2 separate regions of the Ovis aries genome follow, and region 1 is linked to region 2. A link is a contact called in public Hi-C data. All regions are on one chromosome and are shown on one strand. The core of a region is the stretch at or near the end of the contact, and the rest is flanking DNA. Distances in the headings are between cores, read along the strand shown.

Evidence for each region. Hi-C and Micro-C count contacts between places; a contact is called where the count stands out from the background.
Region 1: a Hi-C map of liver shows a contact between it and region 2, with 4 times the contacts expected there. The contact joins two enhancer-like sites. A contact is called at or near these places in 8 of 16 Hi-C or Micro-C datasets (blood, hypothalamus, liver and 2 more).

What each region holds. Positions count from the first base shown.
Region 1 is chr3:85,625,208-85,632,155 of ARS-UI_Ramb_v3.0, reverse strand. It overlaps the pseudogene LOC132659593. Among named protein-coding and RNA genes, the nearest start is that of HNRNPLL, 69 kb to the right of the region's middle. Within about 2 kb of position 3,710, at least 2 of the 54 cell types and tissues checked have an H3K27ac peak or open chromatin away from gene starts, as enhancers often do. A contact at or near this core is called in liver, where this site is marked.
Region 2 is chr3:85,449,040-85,456,875 of ARS-UI_Ramb_v3.0, reverse strand. The region is part of intron 4 of GALM (galactose mutarotase); the gene reads left to right. Among named protein-coding and RNA genes, the nearest start is that of SRSF7, 28 kb to the right of the region's middle. Within about 2 kb of position 4,970, at least 8 of the 54 cell types and tissues checked have an H3K27ac peak or open chromatin away from gene starts, as enhancers often do. A contact at or near this core is called in liver, where this site is marked.

The DNA.
Region 1 (6,948 bases), core at 2,461-4,960, 180 kb before region 2:
TTCTATTTCTGTGGCACCTGTCACCATGGTTTCTAGGTGCTCAAATGAACACATTAAGTTGAAAAGAGCCGTATGTGGGAAGACACACTCCTTATTTCCCAAAGCTGAGCTTGGAAGAGGAGTGGCCCGGTAGAACTGAGTTCCCAAGTGGTGGAATCTTAAGATTTCATGTGGGAGAAGAGAAGCAAATAGCAAATAGCTATCAAATGCCCACAGGGTGTAATACTTTATTAGCTGCCTGAAGATTCAGAGTAATGATTCCATGTTCCTTACCCTCAAGGACTTACAGCCTCTAAGCCAATAGCAGACTCTCCAAATATACTGCTAATGTAGGGACACTGGGTTATACCAGGGCTTGTCCTTGCCAAGGGTAGATGGATATATTACAGGGGAGAGCTCACCTGCAGAAACACAGTTCAGTCCAGAAGTGAACTCTGTCTCGTCTCATACTGTGCCAGGCACATGCGAGCTAACAGGTGAAAGCCATCATTATGGAGATGTGTTAAGAGGGAAGAAGGGGGATGAGTAAAGACCTGCAGGATGGAGCAGGCAGAGCTTGCTCCAAACCAAGAGATGGTTCTTGCATCTCATTTAGGAGAGCTGACTTCTCTTGAGCCATGTTTGTAAAAGTCTCAATTAACATCCAGAGAGAAGTCAGATCCTTGGTTCTAGCCCCTCTTCTGCCGCTGTGTCATTAGATAATCGAGTGATTACTTAATCTTGTCTGGTAAATGTGGGGTTACAGACCTTCAGAGTTGGATAAAACCCTAAAATCTTGCCCATATTTTAAGAACCATAAGTCAGAATATATTTGACCAAACATCTTTATTCTGTTTCCAAAATCAAGAGGCTTTCAAAGGATTATGGAGTTTCCGGGACATGTGATGGCTTATAGTCACATCACAGGGAGAATATTGAAAACAGGACTGTTCCAAAAACCTGAGACAAGGGATGGGAGGATTGGATGACTTTCCAGAAGGATGTTCCTTCCCAGAGCGACACCACGTGGTCAGAAGCATCTCCTGGAATATCTCCGTGGGGGCTAGTTTTACCATTGAAACAAACAAACAAAAATTCCATTTCCTGGTAATTTAATTCTTGGTCCCAATTTTGCCCTCAAAGCCTACACAGGAAAAAAAAAAAAAATCTCTTCCAAGAACATTCTAAATATTTAAAAGAGAGACTGGTCTTTGCATATCTTCTTTATCCTAAACCTAAACATCCTTAGTTACAGCAACTGTTTCTTGGTTCCCAGGCCTGTCATCTAGGATGACCTTTTAGCTAGCTGTATACTAATGGACCACGCATCTTTTTAGATAGATGCTTTGACCAGAGTTGTGCCACATGTTAGCCACAAGGGGACAGTCAAGGCCCCCTTAGTCTGGAAAGAAAGCATCTGGAACCTGGTTGAGGGTACCGAGTTGGGCATTCTGCTGACCTCTTCCACTCTCCTCTTTAGGATCTCCATCCCACAGAAGCACATGCCTCTAGTCAAAAGGACCAGGACTTGCCCCCTGTGTGGGGATGGAACCTGCCCTGGCCAGCAGGACCAAGGTGAACCCAGGTAGAGGAGATAGGGAGAGATGACCTAGAGCTCTACTCTAGACCAAGAGCAATGCTGCGGTCCCTCTGCCAGGCCTACTCATCAACCAAGTAAAAAAGTTCAGGTAAGGGGCCCAAAGAGGTTTTTCACTTAGTTTGAGGGAAAAAGAGTGCTTGAAGCTCACCCAGTCCCAAGGGCTCTCCATCTCCTTCCAGCAGAGTAACAGCTGGCAACCAAGAAAGAATAAGCACGCTACAGTGAGGTCATTACATCCCTTGGCCCAGATGCTGTGCTGCTATTAATGCAAACAAACCTGGTATTTACCTTTTCAACCAGCTTCTCTATTGGCTCATATCAAAGCCACCGGTTACAGGGAAAAATGTTTTCCTAAATAAAAACTAAGCTTAGGTCTTGCAAGGTTTAGCATCAGAAGAAGGCAAAGAGGAAAGGCTGGTTATCTAAGGACCCCTGACTCCATCACTAAGCTCTGGGTGCTCTCGCTTCAGGTACCAGGTCAACCCTGCACTGGTACCTGGGGCTACAGCCTTCTGTCCCAGCTCTAGGCTAAGAGCAGAGCCACGCCTTCCCTCGTCTGGTGGTTTTCTCTCCACTCTGCTAAGAACAAGTGGCACTGCCAGTATGGAAGTTGCCTCCAACATAGCTAATTTGTCCGCAGAGTTCACAGGTTCTAACCCAATTCACTCAGTATCTGAGAGACCTATATTCTTGCCCAAAGGGTCTGAAACAAGTCTTCACGAATCTCCCTTGGGTCTCTCATTTCTACACCATCCTCCAGCCCTGCCCCACAAGAGGCCCCTCATTGGCAATCTTGACATCCTCCCTCTATAGGCAAAGTGAGATCACTGGCTCTGCAGCCCACCAGAATATTCTCTGCTCAGACAGCAGGATCAGATTTGAGAACTATTCCTCGGCTTTAATGGAGTGACATAATAAATGACCTCACCCTTCAGTTAGGAACCTGCCTTTTCATGGAGAGCGGTGCCCTTAAGCACAGTAACACAGTGTTCACGAGGTAAAGTAGATGGCCAGTACAGTCTTGGGCCAGGAAAGGCGCCATAGACTTCTGCAGTCACTGAAGTATCTCTAGCAGGTCTCGGTGAGGGGCCACCTTTGGGGGGTACCCCCCACCTCTGTGGCAGCCAGGACCTGCTTCACATAGTAGGAGGTGGGGAACAGCACATGGCCTGTGACCTGTGAGCTGAAGAGGGCACAGGAAGGAGCTTCCTTCAGGATGTGCCTAGCCCCACGGCAGTGTCGACCATAGGAACGGGAGCATGTGCCCCAGAGGGTTGCCTTCGGGTTCAGGAAGCCAGTGAAGTCCTGAGAATTCACCCTGTACAGGCAGGCTAATGGGAGAGGGAGAATTGGTACCCAGACCCCTGCCCTGATGGGGGCTGCACCGTCTGGAGCACTGTGCCCTCTGCCAGGGCCCCAAAGCACTGTTCTGCCTCTCCAGTTGTGTCATTTTCCTCCGGCGCCAGGGGGAAGGGCCGATCTGCCAGTCAAGGGGTCTCAGAATCCGTGCAGGAGGTCCTCAAGACCGCCGCCAGATGCTGACTCCATCATAGGTCAGGGCTCTGAGGGGTCATCATACTTGCTCTTCACAAGACTAAGATGACTGTGGTGAGGGGAGACAATTATATGTCATAATTCCAGCTTAAATATCCCTTTCTGGAAAGAGGTGAGGTGATAAAGAAATTTGCATGTGTCTACATGGATAAATACATGAATTTTAAGTACTAGGAAATGTTTAAGGGCTCATTTCAAGAGTCCTTAGGCAAAACCACCCCCTCTTAAATGAATTCTCTTTTCGAAGGTGGAGCACATTCTTAAGGGAAGCCTGCCTCGAGCTGGGAAGGCGGCCTGGAAGGAGCAGAGTGCTCCCTCAGTGTCCGTGGCCGGAGACGAGATTGCCCTCCCGAGGCCCGCGCGGTTCAGACGAGAGTTAAAGACCGGCCCACGCGCGTGGGTTTAGAGGTCTTGGACCTCCTCCGCTTCAAGCCCGCCCCGTGGAGGCGCCGCTGTGGGGCTTCTGGCCACCAGATGGCGCCACTAGGCAGCCAGCGCGCCGCTCCAGGTGCGCGTCCCGGGACCGGGCGGGGATCCGGGGTAACCGGCCTTCTGAGCCAACCTTCCCCCAACCCCTGAATGCACCCGGATCTCGGTCCCAACCCCGCGCCTGGGGCCAAGGAGGACAGAATGCTTCAGCAAAGTTGCTGAACAGTCTTGTAAAAAAATTTTCCAACCACCCACTCCTCCCAAATCAATTAAAAAAAAAAAAAAAAGAAAGAAACTGATAAAGGAAGTTGGCGCCAACGCACAGCACAGCCTGAACACAGGCAACAGCAGAGGTGCTGTTTAAGAAAGAGGGGACACGTGTGTGCCTGTGGCCAATTCGTATCGATGTATGGCAAAAGCCATTACAATATTGTAATCATTCTCCAATTAAAATAAATAAATTTAAACATAAACAGAGAAAAAGGGGGCGTGGGTGATGGAGTTAGCGTTCAAATCTGGTTAACAACCTTGCGTATGGTATTTAACCTGCATATCACCTACTAGTTTACATTGAGCTTACCTCATAGGATTGTTGACAAGAATTAAATGAATTGATACACTGCCTAGACGTGTGTTAAATTATATGATATTAAATACATATGAATATCTATACATTACATAAAACACATTATATTAATATATGTACATAATATAAAGTTATATGCCAAGCACAGAATAAGCACCAATAATGTTCAGTCGCTCAGTCGTGTCCGACTCTTTGCAACCCCATGAACTGCAGCACGCCAGGCCTCCCTGTCCATCACCAACTCCCAGAGTTCACTCCAACTCATGTCCATCGCATCAGTGATGCCATCCAGCCATCTCATCCTTTGTCGTCCCTTTCTCCTCCTGCCCCCAATACCTTCCAGCATCAGAGTCTTTTCCAATGAGTCAACTCTTCGAATGAGGTGGCAAAAGTACTGGAGTTTCAGCTTTAGCATCATTCCTTCCAAAGAACACCCAGGACTGATCTCCTTTAGAATGAACTGGTTGGATCTCCTTGCAGTCCAAGGGACTCTCAAGAGTCTTCAACACCACAGTTCAGAAGCATCAATTCTTCAGCGCTCAGCTTTCTTCACAGTCCAACTCTCGCATCCATACATGACCACTGGAAAAACCATAGCCTTGACTAGACGGACCTTTGTTGACGAAGTAATGTCTCTGCTTTTCAATATGCTATCTAGGTTGGTCATAACTTTGCCTTCCAAGGAGTACGCGTCTTTTAATTTCATGGCTGCAATCACCATCTGCACTGATTTTGGAGCCCCCCCAAAATAAAGTCTGACACTGTTTCCACTGTTTCCCCATCTATTTCCCATGAAGTGATGGGACCAGATGCCATGATCTTAGTTTTCTGAATGTTGAGCTTTAAGCCAACTTTTTCACTCTCCTCTTTCACTTTCATCAATGTTAGTTATATTTTATATTTTAGTATGCAACTTCTATGAATTATTTGTTTTAAAAAAAGCTCTTTCATTCAAACAAGTCATACCTTTGGGGTTTTTTGTTAACTTTTTATATGAAAATCTTCAAACGTTTACAACAGTAGAGAAAATAGTATAATGAACCCCCGAGGACCTATCACCTGCTTTCAGTAATTATCAACACATGGCTAGTTCTGTTTCATCTGTACCCCACATCCTCTACCCCCAGTCAGTTGCAAATCCCAAATCTCATCTCATATCATTTCATCTGTGAATACTTGACTATTACACAGTATTTTTTAAAGTTCAGCGTTACTTAATATTGTCTCTGTGCAATCTGTTATAGTCATCAGTCCCGAGATTTCCCACAACACAAGAATCTTTTCCACATCAGCATCTGACATAGAAGCTGGAACTGAATGTTGAATCAGTAGCAGTTTCTTTGCTGGAAAAGTACTTCCATTTCTCAAGAGACATTTTCGAATCCAAAGGCAGCTCTGGGATCCATGGTGACCCACCCCAGGCTGAATTCTCACCACTGGGGAAAGAGATGTCTCCTAGTGAGTTTCCTGCACACAGAGCAGGATAGGATCCATTTTAAGAAGGAAACCACTCTTCCAGACACTTGAAGATTTTAGGATATACACCCAGTATTTCTGGGTGGAACAGGGTCGCACCACTGGAAGCACTGTCTCCTAGCATGTTCTTTTTACAATGTCAGTGTCACTTTCACACTGAAATTGTGGCCAAACTTTCCCCTCAAGGCATCTTGGAACTGTGTCAACATTTTAAATTATTGACTTAAGACATAAACATACACACACATCCTGCCCAATATTCCTTACATTACAGATCAAGAACTGCCTAATATTCCTTACATTAAGACCCCTTTGAGACAAGAAGATGGGAACTAAACAAATAATAGGGTTCTCATTCAACTGTTTGAAATTCGCACGACTGCTGGCCATGTCACTACATACTGCCTGACCGACGACGCTGACACGATGGGAGGCGGGATCAGGCAGCACTTGGGGATGTTTTTGAGCTTCTTTGGAAAGGGTTAGCTTATTTTCTGTGTAATAATGCCAGTAGCCAGCATCAAGGTGTCTGAGACCTTCTGATATTCATATTACAAGACACTTTCAAAAAGACTATATTTAGTTCTCACAGCCCTGTGAAGTTGGTGTTATGCCCATTTTGCAGAGGAGGACACTGTACAAAAAATGCAAGGGAGTCCACACACACACACACACACACACACACACTTTAATTTGTGGCTTGAATAAGCTAAGTGGATTCCCTCCCTGAATCAACAGTGCTCTACAAATCTTAGTGTTGTTTTTCTTATATTTATAAAGTAGGCATCTGTCTTCCTCTCATTCTCAAAACAGAAAAAAATCGTGACCACATTAAATCTAGCAGAGAGGCTGCTTAGACCGAGGGACATAATTCCCAGTCCCTCCAGTCTTTCAGCAAGCTGCATGAGTTATCACAACTACACTTTCGACACTTGCAACATCTTTTCTGATCATCATTCTCTGGTGTCTGGATTAGGATGCTGAGTGTGTGATGATGATACATCTCCAATTCCTATGGCCTCGGTACCTTGGGGATGAGATTCCTTTGGGATCAAGAGAGCTGAGCAGTGGTTGGCTCTTTTTTGAGTCCATCCTTCTATCAGGCTACCAAGAGGAAAAGCAGAGACACGAAGGGCCAGAAAAGATGTCTTTTAGGGACCAGGACCCTCACACACTTCCAGGAGAGGGACATGGAGGTGACCTTTATGTCCCTGGCTGTTAGCCAATGTACTGAAGCCTAGATTAAGAACTCCTCAAGATCCTTTTCTTCTTTTAAAATCCAAACTTTACAAGCTTGATCATTCTGATAGATGTAATCATTTCC
Region 2 (7,836 bases), core at 3,721-6,220:
GGAGAAGGAAATGGCAACCCACTCCAGTATTCTTGCTGGAGAATCCCAGGGACAGAGGAGCCTGGTGGGCTGCCGTCCATGGGGTTGCACAGAGTCGGACATGACTGACATGACTTAGCAGGAGCAGCAGCATGACCACCACCATCATCATCATTGTCACCATTTACTGTGTGTTTAATACGTACCAGACACTGAGCTAAGCATATATACATGCCTTAGCTCACTGAATTACCCTTTGAAATAGGCGTTATGCTTCAATTAAGCCTCGTTTGGAAAAAATGGGCGTTTGGAGAGGTCAGGTAACCTGCACAAAGTTAAACAGGTAAGTCATTGGTGGAGTCAACATTTCTAGCCAAGTGTCCCTAACTCCAAAGTCTGTGCTGTTATTACCCTTGGCTACGGTCCCTAATAGCAACTGTATTACTACTCCACCATTTTTTTATAGCAAAGAAAGCCGGGATTTAAATCCAGGCCTTTCTGACTCTAAAATTCATTCTAACATCTATTGAGTTTTCCCAACAAGTGAACAGGATGCTCCTGAAACCAGTAATAATAATTGGTGATGAAGACTTCTGATATATCCTGTGACCATGAGGACAATTTGCTTAATCAGCTGTCATGGGGGCAATTTCCACTTTCTCAGATACATTATTTTCCTGCAGTTTCTTTGGGCTGTTGACTCGCTAAGATTAAGACTAGCTTCTGTGTCCTTTCACATACTAGTTGTCCATGCTGCAAGAATATGGAGGAGTCATAAACAGTCTGGAAGGAGGCCCTGATGTATTGCACAAGGCCTTTACGACATTGCTACAGGAGGAATCTGCCAGGAGACACTCAGTCTGCGTTTCTTGACTAAACACCTCAGGTTATGGGGCTGCAACATTCCAAAGGTGCATTTTAGCGTCAGAGGGCAGCTTGTTTTGTGACCGGTAGTAGGATAGGCAGAAAATACTCACCAGGGTATACAGATCAGAAACTCTTAACCAGGCATGTATCACTGGACTATCACTGGACTTTGGAGGTTCTAAGAACATTGTGTGTGTGTGTGTGTGTGTGTGTGTGTGCATTTTCTTGCAGAGAGAGCCTGTAACTTTTAGAATATTTTCAAAGGAGCACATGATTCAGAGACACTTTAAAAAACCTTTGTTTTAGATTAAAAAATCACTAAGAGAGAAAGTTTTAAAAAAGAGAAATCTTTTTAAATGAAAATATCAGTGCTCTCTGGAGAAAGTAGTATACTTTCCTTTAGTATTAATAACTTAAAGATCATAATGAATAATTGTTCTGTTCTCTGAGTTTCTGGAGTGTGTGTGTGTGACAGACAGAGGGAGCACCAACTATATGCCAGGTGCTAGCCAAGAGATACAACCCCCTTCATAGCATTCTCTCACTTAAACATCACAGTGCCTGGGGACTTCCCTGCCAGTCCAGTGTTAGGTCTCTGTGCGCTCATTGCCGAGGCCTTGGGTTTGATCCCTGATTGGGGAACTAAGATCCTGCAATCTGCATGGTTCAGACAAAAACAAACAAACAAAAAAAGAACAAAAAAATCATAGTATCTGTATTTGGTAGATAACACTATTAGCTCCATTTTATAAGTGGGAAAATTGAATTTTACAGAGGCAAAGAAATTTATGAAGGTCAGTTGGTAAGTCTGTCTAAATCCTAAGTTATCTTACATAGATTCATAAGTCAATGTATAGGACAAATCATAGAAAATAATTTTTGAATAACATACTTAATTATTTTTTATTTTTCAAGGGAGAAAAAAATCATTAGAGAAAATTTCTTCCCACCTACCCTCCCCCTCAAAAATTTTCTAGAATGTCTATGCCAGATTTTCTTTTCTTTTCTGTTTTCTCAAAATGGTTTTTAATTGTTATCATAAACAGGAGTTACTTGTGCTGAGGACTGTCTGGAGGGATTCTGGTTTTCTTTCTGCACTTATGTTACTGGGTTGTGTGAGATAAGCTAGAAAGGGGACCTGCCAAAAAGGAGAGGGCTAAAAAATGAATAAACATGAAGAGCCAGTGACTCCTGCAGTGACCATCTGTTTATCTTCTCAGAGTCACGCACTAGGGCCACCAGGTAGCAAAAAGAGTTATTTCAGATGATGGGAAATTAAAAGCATTGAATTAAAATTCACCCCAGGTGAATTTTCTCAGTCAGTTACTGAGAACAGTGTTCATGTCCAGATGTTACACAGAATATCATTTCGGTAGTCAGTGTTTAGTCAGGAGTTCATAAGGACTAATTTACCTTCCGCTCTTTTTCTTAAGTCTTTTGCCCAAAAAATTGTCAGAGCTAGGAGCCCATAGGATATGTGTAACATAACTGTCTCGCCTTCACCCCAAATATGGACAAGAGTCCATTCCTGTGACAGATTTAATGCCTTGTGACAGAGATCTGCAATGGTAAAAGAATCTTGTTTTCAGCAATCAGATATACATCATCTTCGCAAGAATGAGGAGCTGTAGTTGCCGGAGTGACACTCACGTGACCACTCTTGTCATTCACAGGTGATGGTAGTCCTGCACCTTTGTCAAGTTAGCTAGTTCTGACTTGCCTTTCAAGGTTAGCCCTGTGACACACCTTTGGAAAACCTTTCCCGACCTCACTGGCTGCACTAGGTGCTGCCGCTCCCTGCTCCATCAGGGTCCTCTGAACACCATACTCACTGCCTCTGTCAGACTCTCCTGTAAGTTTTCATTTTTTCGTCTGTCTCTTTCATCAGAGTCTAAGTCCCATGAGGTCAGTTGTGGTTTTGTTTCAGTTTAATTAATCCATTAATTTGGCTGCGTTGGGTCTTAGTTGAAGCACTCGAGATCTTCAGTGGGTCATGCAAGATCTTCTCTTGTGGTTCTCAGACTCTCTAGCTGGGGCACGTGGGCTCAGTGGTTTCAGCGTCCAGGCTTAGTTGCTCCACAGCATCTGGGATCTTAGCTCCCTGACCAGGGATCGAACCCACACGTTACAAGGTAGATTCTTAACCACTGGACCACCAGGGAAGACCCCCTGAGGTCAGATTAATGCCTGGTACATAAAAGATACTCAGAAAAGAGTGAGCTAACAAATTTATATTTGTTTCTTCCCTATCCAAAAGTAACTGCAAGGGTTAGTGTTCTTAAGGCAGAATCATCTAAAGGGACTTCTGACTATGTAAAAATAGCAGGGAGGGATAAATTCACCTCCTGTCAGGACTTGTCAAGTGCCAAGAGGTGAAAACATCCCGAGGCAGTATACTAGTTATCTATTGCTATATAACACTTTATTATCTCTACTGTGGTCAGGAATTTAGACAGGGCATATCTTGTCTCTGCATATTGATGTCTAGGACCTCTGTTGGAAAATGAGAGTCAGGATGGGGATCATCAGAAAGCTCATTCACTGGCCTGTCTGGCAGTTGATGCTGACTGTTGGTTGGAGGTTGTCAGCCAAAATACCCCTTTTGACATGGCTTTTTGATGCAACTTGAGTTTCCTTAAAACTTGGCAGCCAGGCTCAAGAGCAGATGTTCTGAGGCAGAGAGGACCAAGCCAAAGCCACTCTGTATTTGTAACCTGGCCTCAGAAATCACACAGCATCACTTGTGCCACGTTCTATTGGTTAAGGCAGTTACAAAGGTCCATCCAGGCTTAAGGGAGGAAACAAGACTCCACCTCTCGATGAAGGAGTGTCAGCATCACATTGTAAGTAGAGCCTGTGGGATGGCTCTGTCCTGGAGTGGCCATCTTTGAAAAATGCAGTATGCCACAAGCAGTCATGGGGAAAAGGCCAAGTTCCTATAAGAATCCCTCATTTGAGAGAAGAGGTATGAATCAAGACAGATGAGTTTCATAAAGGGTGACTTTTTCCTTTACTTCCAGAGAGCAGGCAATTATAGCTCTATCAGGAATGCAGATAGAGGAAGATTTCAGGCCTTGTGACAGAGATCTGGAATGTTAGAGAGTCCTGTTTCCACTGCTCAGGTCCACATTCTCTTGCAAGAATGAGGCAGCTGTAGCTGCTACAGTGACACCCCCATGAGCTCTCTTTGTTGAGCTGCTCTATAGACTCGACCTTATTCCTGGCTCACTGTCACTCCAACAACACTCTTGTCATAATTCTTAATTATTTTATTATCCGTATTGATGATACCATGACCTTTCAGCTTCTTGACATCCTCTTGCAATGATCTTGTCCTCCAAGCTTTGCAGCTACTCACTCCTATGGTCTGTGAGTCATATCCCCGACTTTGTCACTACCTCTTATCGCTGCCTTCTATTATCATAATGTGAGATGTCTGTTTCAGCTTCAATAATTCTTCAGTGCTACAAGAGCCTGTAGTCACTTGATCCTACCACCCTTTCACTGTTCCTCACCTCCTTCCCTACTGAGATCAAAAGTCCATTATTAGGGTCAGCCTTTTTCCTATGCTCTCAATGCCCATCCCCTCTCTTTGTGCACTTGTGTCCTCCTAACAAAGCCCAGCCCTGACTAGTCCTACCCCTCCATACTCTCTGTAGCTGCCACCATAAAGCTATTGTCTCACTCAGAATTCATGACAGCAACCTCAAGTGGGTCCTTAGTTGGGCTTGCAATCAGACTTTCCCTGAAATGGGGAAACAGAAGTACTGCCTCAGGCCACTCCCCTGTCCCAGAGCTATAATGCCATATCTTTGGGTCAGGGCCCAGCAGCTGCCAGGCATTGCTGCTCAGACCTTAGCACACATCCAACCTTATTCAGGATAGTAAGAAATCCTCATCAGAAAACAGCTTCTTGGGGACTTTCCTGGTGGTCCAGTGGTTAAGATTTCATGCTTCAAATGCAGGGGATGCAGGTTCAATCCCTGGTTGGGGCACTAAGATCCCATATGCCTTTGGAGTGTGGCCCAAAGAAAAAGAAAACAGCTTCTCTCTGCTGACACCATAGCCTTCTGGTGGCTTCAAAACCGAAGTCTGGTGATGTGACATCCTCTCTGAAGGCACCCTTTTCATTTCCGCTTCATTTTCTGTACACTCAGCGTTGCTGAGAGAGCTATTTTGACATCTCCTTCTACTCTTAGCACCAGAGCAGGAACTCACATATGCGGATAAACACAAATTGAAAGAACTGCACATTCATTTTCCAAATTCTTAGAAAAAGCAAGAGTATTTAGGGTTAAGGGTGGGGGGTGCTGCAGCCAAGTCCATCCAAGGGGAGGTGAAAAGTGCCTGTGTAGGGGGCCTGGAGACTCTGACACAATGGAGACGCGTCACCTCGGGCAAGTCCCTTTAGCTGTCTGGGTCCCAACCTCATCTGCAAAGCGAGGGGACTAGATGAGGTAATTCCTAAGGCTCTTTCTAAACCTTTCATTCTGACTTTGTCACAGGATGCTACAACATTCACAGTTGCCCCTGTGTTTTTGTCTGTTTACTTGATCCATTCATCAGGTTTTCAATCAAGTAAAGGCTCTGCTTAATGCTCAGAAGACACAAAAATCAGTAGGACACATACAGTCCCTGCTCTTTAGGGGCTCACATTCCCTATAGATATATAGCTTGGTATAATCCTAGAGTTATGCCGTAATGTGATGAATGTTTGGGGGAAAGTATGTTCAAAGGAGGATGAACAAAGTGAAAAAGCGGGTCATTTCTAGCTGTGGATGATATACGCCCTCACAGAGGAAACAGCATTGGAGAGCAAGCATGCTTAAATACCCTAGAGGACTTTGCCAGAATGGTGTGGGGGGCCAGAAAGCTCATTCCAGTTATAAGACAGAGTCCAAAGACATAGCGAATCTGGGAGACAAATACTAAAGTTTTCATATGCCTTACCACTAAGCACATGAGGGAGTGTGTCAGGGCATAACGCTGCGAAAGATTCTATTGGAACCTTCTCTTTTTCTTCCCATTTAGCAAAAATCTCACTTTAGGATTATCCCCATTGTCTAATTTTTGAGTCAGGACTTCTCTGCTGTTCTTGATTTCTTACCCCCTCTATGCTCTGCTTGTGTTATATATATGTATGTATTTCCTGAAATTTGGCCCATTTATTTATGCCATCTTCCTGAAAATGTTCAGGGATATCATTTATCAAATATTTCCATGTAACGTGGAGGGCAACAAATAACAGCAGCTTTGTTTTACAGAGAGAAAAGCTAAAGTGAACGCTGATTTGTAGACAGCACAATATCAGGTTAATAGACATGAAAGGTGACCTGGGGTGCTTCCTTCATGAAAATTCCATGACTTTCTTTTTTCTTTAAACTCAAGAACAGTAAATAATCTTGACTGACTCAGGCAATCACATTAGGACTATCTTAAAAGGGTTAGATTTTGAGTCAAATATGGCTTTAAGAAAGCACTAAATATTGTGAGCACCATTTAAAGTTAGGAAAGAAAGCAAAACATAAATGATCACTTGGAATATGTGTTGGTAAGATTGAAATCTTGTTGAACCCATGAAAACAGCTGCTTTTCCCCATTCTAACGGTTGTCTTTTTTAAAATTGGTACAGGAGGTGGTTGGTCACCCAGACTTCAGAGGACAGTAGTTACACCCCGTTGGGGTCACTACCACCCAGGATTTGACATTAGAGATCCGATAAGTTCAGCCCTTAGAACTGCTCAGGGTTTAGAGGACTTGACTGAACTCAGTGTGGATATTTGTAAAGTAAGCTCTTTACATTGTATCTCTAGCACCATCTACTGGGAAAAGAAGTGCCATTATTAGATTTACATTAGAAAGTGTCAGAAACCCGACTCAGGAAGCAGAGAAAAGGGGAGGAAGGAGTTCAGAAGATTCTAAGAAACAGAGATTTGAGTATATTATATTGAAGTTTCTTGTATATAGATGTAACCACTAAAACAAAAATAAAAGTTTCTAAATTATTCAGTTCAGTTCAGTTCAGTCGCTCAGTCGTGTCCGACTCTTTGCGACCCCATGAATTGCAGCACGCCAGGCCTCCCTGTCCATCACCAACTCCCGGAGTTCACTCAGATTCGTATCCATCGAGTCAGTGATGCCATCCAGCCATCTCATCCTCAGTCGCCCCCTTCTTCTCCTGCCCCCAGTCCCTCCCAGCATCAGTCTTTTCCAATGAGTCAACTCTTCGCATGAGGTGGCCAAAGTACTGGAGTTTCAGCTTTAGCATCATTCCTTCCAAAGAAATCCCAGGGTTGATCTCCTTCAGAATGGACTGGTTGGATCTCCTTGCAGTCCAAGGGACTCTCAAGAGTCTTCTCCAACACCACAGTTCAAAAGCATCAATTCTTCAGCGCTCAGCCTTCTTCACAGTCCAACTCTCACATCCATACATGACCACTGGAAAAACCATAGCCTTGACTAGACGGACCTTAGATGGCAAAGTAATGTCTCTGCTTTTGAATATGCTATCTAGGTTGCTCATAACTTTTCTTCCAAGGAGTAAGCATCTTTTAATCTCACAAACACAGACCATATTGTAAAAGTTTTTTTTTTTTTTTAAAGCAACTAGAGTTCATAAACACAGTGACAAAGAACACTTAGAATATACGTATGTCTTCTTAATGCATGCGTGCTAAGTTGCTTCAGTCATGTCCAACTCTTTGTGACTCTATGGACTGTAGCCCTACCAGGCTCCTCAGTCCACAGAATTCTCCAGGCAAGGATATTGGAGTGAGTTGCCATGCCCTCCTCCAGGGGATCTTATGTCCAATCCAAGTCGCTTATGTCTCTTACGTCTCCTGCATTGTCAGACAGGTTCTCTACCACCAGTGCCATCCGGGAAGTCCATGTCATCTTAATAAGCCGCTATTAAACAGTCTCACACAAAAAACCCCAACAGAATGCCATGTACAAACCAAGTGATTAACTTGGTTTGAAAGGTTAAAAATA